Linked DNA regions of Canis lupus: regions 1 and 3 are each linked to region 2. The links are chromatin contacts, called in public Hi-C maps. All regions are on one chromosome and are shown on one strand. The core of a region is the stretch at or near the end of the contact, and the rest is flanking DNA. Distances in the headings are between cores, read along the strand shown.

What was found. Hi-C and Micro-C count contacts between places; a contact is called where the count stands out from the background.
Region 1: a Hi-C map of blood shows a contact between it and region 2, with 2.0 times the contacts expected there. The contact joins the enhancer-like site here to the promoter of LEKR1 in region 2. A contact is called at or near these places in 2 of 9 Hi-C or Micro-C datasets (amygdala and blood).
Region 3: a contact with region 2 is called in a Hi-C map of blood, with 4 times the contacts expected there. The contact joins the promoter of TIPARP here to the promoter of LEKR1 in region 2. A contact is called at or near these places in 4 of 9 Hi-C or Micro-C datasets (amygdala, blood and skin fibroblasts).

The regions. Positions count from the first base shown.
Region 1 is chr23:51,148,651-51,152,422 of UU_Cfam_GSD_1.0, reverse strand. No RefSeq gene overlaps it. Among named protein-coding and RNA genes, the nearest start is that of CCNL1, 56 kb to the left of the region's middle. Within about 2 kb of position 2,407, at least 5 of the 20 cell types and tissues checked have an H3K27ac peak or open chromatin away from gene starts, as enhancers often do. A contact at or near this core is called in blood, where this site is marked.
Region 2 is chr23:50,943,239-50,946,675 of UU_Cfam_GSD_1.0, reverse strand. LEKR1 (leucine-, glutamate- and lysine-rich protein 1) reads right to left here and starts at 1,857. Exons shown (of 13, transcript XM_038571291.1): 1 at 1,737-1,857.
Region 3 is chr23:50,804,192-50,807,652 of UU_Cfam_GSD_1.0, reverse strand. It overlaps TIPARP (protein mono-ADP-ribosyltransferase TIPARP), which reads right to left and starts at 2,092. Exons shown (of 6, transcript XM_038571279.1): 1 at 1,954-2,092.

The DNA of each region.
Region 1 (3,772 bases), core at 1,158-3,657, 210 kb before region 2:
CCTGTCTAGACGCCTCATACAGAAAACTCCAGTGTTAGTCTACCAAACCCAGTCCTTGGTCTGCTAAAGAAGAAGGTAATGGAAGGTGGGGGTATTTTTCTCAAGGTAAGAGCTTGAGTTACACAGATGTTGTCTTGCTTCAAACTCCACACTTGAATTGTGAAGCTTTTATCTTTGGGTACCTTCTGGAAAGAATTTTCACCCCTCACCTCCACCAGGCAGATGAATGCCTTGAGCAGACTAAATTCATACGTCATGATTCCTATTACTCCTAAAAGCACCTTTTTTAAGCACCTAAAATCGAACCATACCTTCAACCAGTCTACCCAGTTTAGCAAACTAATGGATTCCATTGTTGGTTTAGCTGGTTAGAGCTGGGTTTCAGTCACCTGCTACCCAGAGTCCTGACCGACATGGTAATAACAGGAACTATGTCACATCATTCGCGTGGTGTTGAGCACAGCTCCACATGCAAATGAGGCTCATTAAATGCATTTGACAGATGGATGCCATGGTTAGATCCATGACTCAGACAAAGGTGGTTGTGAAGAGCTCAAGTCCATCCCCAAACCCTTCAAGTGCACTGCTTCCCTTCACCTGGTGGAAGAAAAAGAATGAAGGAAGAGGACTCCTTCCTTTGGGTTAATGGGGACAGAAGAGCTTCTCCTCCCATCATCCTGCGGAGGTTGTACCGAGACCCCACCCACTCTATTCCTCCCCGTTCACCCAGCCCCACCTCTCTTTAGCCTGTCAGCATGTTTCGGTGTCTTCCAGTAAAAAGACATCGACCGAAGCCAACCCCCCCCAAGGCTCCCTGGCTGTAATTTCCCCTTCTCCAACCACCCAACTCTTCCGAAGCAGTAAGCTGTACCCACTGTCCTGCTGCTCCTCTTTCTTGACTCTATTTGCCTCCAACCCCTTGTGACCTGGTTTCTGCTCTCATGACCTCATCGAAACAGGGGTCAATGACTCATCCATGACTTGACTTCCTCATTGTCCCTCTCAATGGTTACATCCCAGCGTTCATGTGCTGGGCATCTCTGTGGCATTTCCTGCTCCTGGTCACTTCCTCACCCCAGAAAAACCTCCTCACTTGGACTGCTTGCTGCCATTTTCCCCCTAGTTTTTTCACTTTTCTGCGCTCTCCTCAGGACCCCTATTTGGGCCTCAGGACCCGGTACCCATCAGGTTCAGCTCTCCTCCATCCCATCACCTTCCCACTCAGTGCAGCCCCAGCTTCAGGGCCCACCTCTATGTTGACTATTTCCCGGGGGTGCTTCGCGCAGCCTCTCTCTGGCAGGCTTGGCACCTGGAGGTCACCCCTGGAAGTCTCCTGCACATGAAAAATGCGTTCAAAACATGCCATCCTCCACTCAGAGCCATTCCTCGTCCTCCAGTCACTATCACAGCGAGTGCTACCGCTATCCGTGGAGCTGCACGAACCTGGGAACTCTTCTGGGTTCCGATTTTCCATTTCCTTCTCCCTGCTTCCTGAAACGGAGCCTCTGGAGCAGTGTGCAGGAGGGGGTGAATGAACACAGAGTCAGGGCTGAGCTGAGTCTAAAGCTTGAGGTCATTTGACCTTTTACATGTTTTTCCAAGCTCCTCCGTTTACACCAGGGCACGGGCCTGGACGGTCTTCAGCTCTGATGATCCAGAGTCCAGACCGCTCCAGTCTGACGCCGTAGGGGCTTCACCCCCATTCCTTCTGGTCGCTGGGAGGGATTGCTCCTCTGCCTGCCCTGCCTAGGAAGAGAGGAGAGCTGCCTGCGATGAGCAGGACTTCAAACCTAAATCAAACCTCCTCGGAGAACGCATTTCACTCTGCTGAGAGGTCCTCACCTATCTCTGCAGCCGCCATGAGTCACAGCGAGAGCTGGGAAAGGAGGGAGACAGAGGGTGGCGGCCAGCAGCTGGTGGAAACATAGACAGTTTCCTCTCGCCTCTGTGTGCCAGGTCACGTAGCCCTGGGTGAGTCTCCCTAAGTGCCACCCAGGGCTTAGGGGGAAAGTACCTTCCCTCTCGTTCTGCGTCACTTTGGTCTGGAAATGAGTATTGTGACTGTCCCGGGGACACCTCTGTACCCACCGCTTCTAGTCCCCAAATCCTGCGTGCACATGGGGGTGCCTTGCACTGCAGTGACCACGCTGAGCAGTGTGCACCTCATGTCACTTACACCCTGCGACCCGGCAGGTAGGTTCTATTTCATCTCCTTTTTGCAGACCAGGAACCCACGGCTCCCAGAGCTTAGCTACACCGGGCCACCTGGCTAGTAGTGCAGGCCTGCCGAGGTCGAGCCCAGCTGTGACTGGTCGACGCCCATGCAGAGGGCACGGCCTCTGATGTGTCCCTGCTTATCTTCCGTGCCATGCACGCGCCTGGCCCGCAGCAGCCTGCAGCCTGATGGATGCTCACGGAAGGGGCGTGCAAGCCTCGCCCTACGGGCTGGATCTGGCCCCAGCTGCAGGGATTCAGAAACTGCAGCCTGGGCCGGCGCCCACCGCCCTCTGCATCCGCCTCCTCGCAGATGCCCTGGAGGGAGCCTGTGCCTTCAGCACCCTCTGGCTCGCTTCCGACGATGCGGCTTCCCCGCCGAGCAGCCTGGCAACGGGGGAGAGCCTGACCCCGGGCGCTCGGGGCTCCGCGGGGCAGCCCCGGCCCCACCACCGACGCATGCGCAGCCCCGACGGCGGGAGCCCGGAGCCGAGCCCGGAGCCGGCGGGCCCTCTCCACGCATGCGCGGCCCCCCACCACCAGAGTCCGAGAGCCCGGGAGCCCGCGAGGCCCTCTCCACGCATGCGCAGCCCCGACGGCCGGAGCTCGAGAGCCCGGAGCCGACGGGCCTTCCTCACGCATGCGCGGCCCCCGCGGCCGGAGCCTGGGAGCCAGGAGCCAGCATGGCCCTCTTCACGCATGCGCGGCCCCGACGGCCGGAGCCCAGGAGCCTGGCAGCCCGGGAGCCGAGAGCCGGCGCGGCCCTCCCCACGCATGCGCGGTCCCCGCGACGGGAGCCCGAGAGCCTAGGAGCCGGCGCGGCCCTCCCCACGCATGCGCGGCCCCGGCGGCTGGAGCCCGGGAGCCCGGAGCCGGCGCGGCCCCTCCACGCATGCGCGGCCGCGGGGCGGGAGGGGCGGTGCAGGGAGCTGCAGCGAGCGCCTGCCCCGCGGCGGGAAGTCCGCGTCCCCGTCCCCGCAGGGACCCGGTGCGCCTGCCGGGAACGAGCCCCCGGGGAGCCACGCCCTCGTTAGCAAAGGCCGGGGCTCGCCCTAGGCCCCCGGGAAAGCGGTTCCCGGCGCGGTCGGGGGCCCCGGGAGCGCCCTGCTGTGCAGAGGAGCTCGGGAGCGGATGTGGGGGGTGGGCGCCCCGGGCGCCGCCTGCAGGGGTGGAGGTGCTGGGGGAGCGCGGGGAGCCCGCCCGACTTCCCTGACCTCGCTCGGCTGCACGTCGTGCCCCTGCGGGGTGCGGGGTGCGGGGTGCGCGGTGAGGAGCGCTGGCCTCCAGGGGGCTGGGGTGGGAGGGGGCGTGGGCCGCAGCCCCGGAGCCTCCCTGCTGGCATCCATCCGCCCACCCCGCGGGACTCACCTTTGGTTTCCTTCAGCTTCACTCCATTTCCCTCCCAGGCCCCAAGAAGTCTGCAAAAGGAGATACTAAAAATGATTGCAGAAAGTTAAACCAGGCGTGAAATGACCCCTAAAATGACAGGGAGGTCGTGGAGAGGCACTGTCTCGGGGGTTTGCTTAGGCGACCCTTTAGTTTTCTTTTTGAGATTTAC
Region 2 (3,437 bases), core at 608-3,107:
CCAAAAAAAAAAGAAAAAAAGGGGGCTCTCACGTCTAGAAACCCCTCCTGGGTCATTAAAAAGATTTCCCTGCGTACCCGAGGGGCAGAGGGCGCATGCCCGGGGCAGGCAGGCTTGCACTAGTCTGCGCGTTGCAGCAGGTCACGGTCAGGCCTTCCCGTTCCTGCAGGTGACCCTGGCCCCGGGCGCACCTGCCTAAGCGCTTGGGGACCCGCCGCCTGAGCAGGAGCAGGAGGTGCCGGGAACACGGGGACGCCCCGGACCGCCCGCTGCCCAGCCCCTGGCTCGCCGCAGCTCGCGCCCGGCTCTCGGCCCTCGGGTCGCGGGCTCCCCGCCCCCCCCGCCCCGTGGGAACCACCCAAGCGAGGTCAGGGCCCGGGCGGCGGGCTCACGCCCCGAGGCGTCCCCGAAGCGGCGGGCGCTCCGGCCCACACCGCCGCAGGCCTCCGGAAACGCGGGCCTTCCCAGCCGGTGCCCCCGGGCCGCCGCGGCGGGGGGGGGGGGGGGCGCGGGGCGGAGGCCGGGCGGGGCGCCTCGGCTGCGAGGGGCGTCCCGGGCTGGGCAGGCGGGGCGCTCACCTCCGGCTCCACCCGCGGCGCGCACGGCTTCCCCGGTCTCCCGGGAGACCGCGCCGCACGTCGGCCGGACGTCAGGGCGCGGTGACGTCACGGCCCACGCCGCCCGCTGACGCAGAGCGGGGCTCCCTGGCCACGCCCCCGGCCCGAGCGCCGGCGGAAGCGGGAGGGGGGGGCTTGGGGGCGGGGCGTGCGGGGGCTGCGGAGGAGGACCGGAGCGTCCCCAGGCCGAGGGGGACCCGGGGAGGCCTTCCGGGGGGGGCGGGGAGACCCTCCTGCGGGGGGATGGAGACCCTCCTGCGGGGCAGAGAGACCCTCCTGCATGGGGGAGAGACCCTCCTGCATGGGGGGGGAAAAGACCCTTCTGCGGGGGTGGGGAGGCAGAGAGACCCTCCTGCGGGGAGATGGAGAGACCCTCCTGCACGAGGGGGAGGCGGGCGGGGGGGGGGGGGGGAGACGACCCTCCTAAGGGGTGGGAAGAAACCCTCCTAAGGGGTAGGGAGAGATCCTCCTAAGGGGGGATGGAGAGACCCTCCTGCACGGAGGGGGGGAGACCCTCCTAAGGGGGGATGGAGAGACCCTCCTAAGGGGGGGATGGAGAGACCCTCCTAAGGGGTGGGGAGGGACCCTCCTGCACGGGGGGGGGGGGGGGAGACCCTCCTAAGGGGGGATGAAGAGACCCTCCTGCACGGAGGGGGGGAGACCCTCCTAAGGGAGGATGGAGAGACCCTCCTAAGGGGTGGGGAGGGACCCTCCTGCACGGGGGGGGGGGAGGGAGACCCTCCTAAGGGGGGATGAAGAGACCCTCCTGCACGGGGGCGGGGGGGAGACCCTCCTAAGGGGTGGGGAGGGACCCTTCTAAGGTGGGGATGGAGAGAGCCTCCTAAGGGGGGATGGAGAGACCCTCCTAAGGGGTGGGGAGGGACCCTCCTGCACGGGGGCGGGGGGGAGACCCTCCTAAGGGGGGATGAAGAGACCCTCCTGCACGGAGGGGGGGAGACCCCCCTGCGGGTGCCCCCGCCCACGGGCCCCTGGCCCGGGCCCCAGCCCTCCTGGCAGGCACAGGCACGGCCGCTGGAGGTGCTGAGCCCGAAGGGGTGCGGGGCGGTTCTGCCCCTTGGCGTGGCCGCGAGGGCGCGGGGAGGCCGTGGGGACGCTCACCCCGACCCCAAGGAGTCAAGACGCAGGAGCCTGGCCCGAAAGCTCTCTTGAAAACCCTAGTTGGCGAGTGATGGCAGAGGCTGCTCAGCTGCGGGACGGGACGTCCTTCCTTCCTCCCTAAGACAGTGCTGAGGGATGAGCTCCTCCCGAGAGGCAGGCACCGGCCCCTCGGCCCCTCGGTGGGGTGACGCTCAGTGACTCACGGGGGGGGGGGCAGCTCTTGGGGTGATTGTCATGACTCCTGAACCGTCCCCATCTCTCCTTTGTGAGGATTCCATGAGGTCGAAAATGCAGCTGTCACAGGAGAAATCACCGGTGGCTCAGGGGCAGAGAAAGACACTTGCTACCATCAAATGAAGGGAGGTTGAGTATAAACACAAAGAAAACCACAGCCTGCAGGTTTGGGGGTGCTCAGCCCAAGTGGCCTTGGTAGCTGCCCACCGATGAAAATGAGAGCATGCAGTGCCCCACTCTCCCAAAGGCCTTGCTGCTCCAGGCACGCAGAGTGGAGCTAGGGGGACCCCGGCCGGCGTGTTTGCCCCAATGCCAACTACTGACTTAGAGTCTTCACCCCCTCAAAGAGCATTGTTGGTAATCTAGGGAACACGAGCAAGAAGAGTATTGGAGAGAGAATTAAAGGGAGTAGAGGAGACAACCAAGTGGTCAGGGAGACGGGCAAAGAACGTGGACAGCTGCTCATGTTCAGCGTGTTTCTGAGGGACGGTGGAGGTGCGCCCGTTCTCAATAATGGGGTTCATACATGGGACCCAAAGCAGTTCATCTAGATCCACTGAGCGCTTCATCTAGAACAGAAGCTGCACTCCCAAGTGAGTCTGCTGAGGCTAGTTTGGCCACTAGTGTGATTATGAGCAATAATATTTATTGAGTGCTTCACGCATGATAAGCAGAGGAAACGCCTTAAGGATGGGAGAAGATACGGCTAAAAGGCTGTAATTCATTCTGAGATTTAATGTCATCCGTCCTCAGTCTTGAGACTAGTATTCCTCCCACCATCAACGTCCACACCGTAAATGTTTCTTAGAACTTCCTGTCCAATACGATAGCCACATGTGACTATTTAGTTAAAATGAGATTTTTTTTTAAATTCCATTTATTGCACTAGCCACAGTACAAGGGCTCAGGAGTCACCTGTTGCCATGGCATCAGACAGCCCATATCTAGAACATTATCATCATCAGAGAAAGTTCTACTGAACAGCAGTAGGCCCAGTAAGAATTTCAAGGATGAAGAGAGTTAATAAATTGTGAAGAATAGCTTTTGTTAAAAAGTGGTAGTGAAAAGTGTTATTCCTGCAGACCACAGCACAGATGAAGATTTGTGACGGGGTGTTACTTTTTAAAAAAAGTAATCCCCTAAGCCTCTCCCCAGTGTCTTGTGTGTTTATTCTTGGCTCTGTGTTGATCTCTTCCTCTGAGTTTCATTCCTTGTCTCTTTTGTTTTTCCACTGCTTTTTCTCACCCCATTATTGGCCATACTGGAACCGAAGTAGAATTCCTATCATTGAACATATTGAATAAAGTTTTGTGTCATTCTGCTCTTGAATTTTAAATTAGCTAAATTTCTCTTTTTACTGTGACTTCATAAAGTGATCCAGTGATAAAGTTCCTTTTCACCTCCTGTACGACCCTTTATTAATCATTTTCCCCTGTGGGTCAGTGACCCTTGAAGGAAAAAATACAG
Region 3 (3,461 bases), core at 843-3,342, 140 kb after region 2:
AGCTGGTGATGAGCAATTAATCTTCTGTCTTGGCCAAGTGACTAAAAGAAAAAGAGATCATTGATGCAAGGGTCCATGACTTCCTCAAACACTCATCCCAGGTGATCGGCACCATCCACGCCTAGCACAAAGCACGCAGTAGGTGCTCCATATTTTTTTTTAACTGAATTACTGAAGAAAAAGCACTTGTTAAAGGACTAGTTCTGTTAGCCTTCATAGGTACAACAAAATGCTAAAACGGACTCCCCAGAAAAATGAATATTAGAGATCTAACTGGAGAGATTCATGAATCTACACATTAAAAAGTTCATAATGATCAAACTCAGAGAAATACACAAAACACAGTACTGCTCACCCTCGAACAAGGCCAGGGTGGGGGACGTGCAGGGAAACCAACCCAGGAAAAATCCACCGGTAACTTTTGGACTCCCCCAAAACTGAACTCCTAACAGCCTACTGGCGACCGGAATTAACAGCTGATGAACACATGTTTTGCCTTAGACGTATTACACGCCGTATTCTTACAACAAGCCAGAGAAAAGAAAATATCGAGAGTCACCAGAACGGGAAAAAAAACAGGCTTACAGTACTGTTCAAAATCTGCACACAGGCGGGCGGCCGCGGAAAGCTCACAGCCGTCTTTCAAAGCTCAACGGCACGGGGCCAGGTGCTAGCGCACACGGTGGGTACAAAAGAAGAGGCAGCAAGAGTCCAGTGCGAGCTGGCACCGTGGGGAAAGCTTCACGGAGGAGGAACTTGACAGAAGACATACATCGGCTGGAAGGCGGCCAAGCCAGGCGTTATTATTCATCGCTCGGTGCTCTTGCCTCCAGGCACAATTGGCACGGACTGTGGTATTCCCTCTCCACCACGCCGAGCCCGCCCGTGCCTCCCCTCGCGTGCGTGCGTGCACACACTCACACTCACTCACACGCACCCCGGCCCCCTCCGATCACGGGAAGAGACGCTGCACCCGTCTCATTTACACGGCAGTGGACGCGCACGCACGCTCTTTTCCTGTTATTGCCCTCCGACCCGCTCGGAAATAAGACCGAGGAGGAGGCAGAGCGCTAAGGAGTGGCTGCGGTGGGGAAGTCACTAGGACTTGTTCCTCAATTAGTTTGCATAACAGAAAAATAAAGATTGGAGGGACACTTCCTCCGGGCTGGGGCCCCCCCGCAGCCGGCGACCTACCGCTCCCGCCGCCCCCCGCCCCGCAACCGCCCGCTGCGAACTCCGCGCTCCCGCAGACCCCGCGTGGTGACCCCCGGGCTCCCCCGGCCCCCGCGCCCCGAGACCGCCCGGCGCGGACTCCGCAGCCCCGCCGCCCCCCGCCGCCGAGCCCGGGTCCGAGGGACGCCTCCTGCCGGCCGCCGCGGGCCCCGCAGCCCCGCCCCCCGGGCCGCCCGCAGCCCCGCGCAGCGCGGAGGAGGCGCCGCCCGGCCCGGCCGACCCCGCGTCCCCGAGCATCCCGCGCGCCGTCCCGACCCCGTCGGGGCCCCTCCTCCGCGGAAGCCGCTCGGGCCGCCTCTGCAGCTCGGCCGTCCCCGCCTCCCGACCGACCTTGCCCAGGGGCTCGTCCCGCGGGGCTCGGACGCTCGCGGGCACCGGGCGGCCGGCGCCGCGGGGCGGGGGCGGGGGCGGGGGGCGAGGCCGGCGCGCGCTCGTGCGCCCGCGAAGTTGACGTGAGAACCGCCCGCAAAGTTGTGGGCTGCGGCGCCGCCGAGCGCGCGGGGTCGGTCGGGGTCCGCCCGCGGGGTGCCGGCCCGCCGCCGCCGCCGCCTCCCGATCCTACACCTGCCCGCGGCCGCGAGGGCTCCGGGGGTGCAGGCCGCCCCGTCCCGGGCTGGCGGGTCCGAGGGAGCCCGCGGGGGCACGGACGCCGCGAGGCCGGCGCCCCCGCCCGCCATCCCCGCCGGGTCTGCCGCCCCCCCCGCCGCCCGCCGCCCTCACCTGATGGCGCCGCCGGAGAGCGCGGACCGCGGAGCCGGGGCGCCGGCAGCGTCCGCGCGGAGAGCGGGCTCGGGCGTCCGACGGTCAGGCCGGGGCCGCGGCGGGCAGCGCGCGGGCCATTCCGCCGCCGGGAGCGCAGAGAGCAGCGGCCGCACTGCCCGCTCCGGCTCGCTCGCCTGTCACCCCGAGCTCCGCTTTAAAGTGGCTTCCGGTCGCCTCCTCTCGGCTGCCCCGTCGCGGAGGCGGAGCCTGGGCCGCGGGGGAGAGGGGCGGGGTGAGAGGGCCGGGCGCTCAGTGGGCGCCGCCGGGGAGGGCGGGGCGTGCGGAGCGAGGGGGGCCCGCCCCGCGTGCGCGTGCGCGTGCGCGTGCGCGTGCGCGCTCGCTCCCGGCGTGGGGAGGCGCGCGGAGCGTGCGTGCGTGCGGCGGCCGCGTGCTCCCGCGAGGGGGCGTGTCCTCCCGCGCGCGCACGCGCGCTGTGCGGGGGTGGGGGTGGGGGTGGGGGTGGGGGTGGGGGTGGCGGTCGCGCGGCCGTGAGGAGCGGCGGTGTGCGCCGCGTGGGGCGGGCGCCGCCTGACTGACTGAGGGGCTCCGGGACGGGATGCGGGACGGCACGAGGCGTTTCCGTGCGGCCGGCCTTCCCGGCCTCGGCGCCGCGGGACCCCGACGGGAGCCGGACGGCTGCTACGGTCGCCGCGGCCAGACGGGGTCGCCCGCCCCCTGCCTGACGGGCCGCGAGGGAAGGCCCGGCACGCGGCGGGGACCCGGCGACGCCCCGGCAGCCGCCGCCCCGCGCAGCGCCACGGACTCCCCCTTCCAGCGCGCACCCGGCGCGAGTTTGCCGTAGTTTCTGGGCCGACGAAGGTCTTGGGCGGTGAGTCCTCGGATGGCTTCCGGTGGTGCGGGGACAGCCCTGCGTGCAGCTCGTGGATCCCGCTGTGTCGGGGGACAAGGGCCCTGGATGGCGGTTGGTCGTGGACAGAGACGCGCACGCAGCTTGCCAAGAGCTGCTCCCCGCCCGCGCGGCCTCAAGTCTGACTGAGTCCCACAGCTCGGAGGCTTCGTGGGTTGAAAAAGACAACTATTATCCTTAAAAAAAAGAACAAACAAAACAAAACAAAAAACAAAAAGAAAACAACAACAACAAAAAAACACAAACACACACCGGAACGCCTATATAAAGAGCTAAGCGGCAGTAGGACTGGAGATAACGGGTCTCCAATCTTCTCACGCGCTTCTAAACCACACGACGCCAACAAGAAGTGGATTAAGGGCGGCGCCTCCCCCAGCAGGCGCGCTCCACGCGGCATCAAGTCCAGGGGGTTCAGCGAAGCTACGAATGACACCGACAGGATTCGGACGCTCCTAGGTAAACATTGAATTTTCAGGCTTAAAAACTGTGTTAAGGCAGCGTCTTGGTCTGCGCCTGCTCATACACGGAGTTACCTAGAAGCACGTTTCCTTTTTGTTTGCTTTTTTTTTTTTTTTTAAGATTTTATTTGTTTATTCAT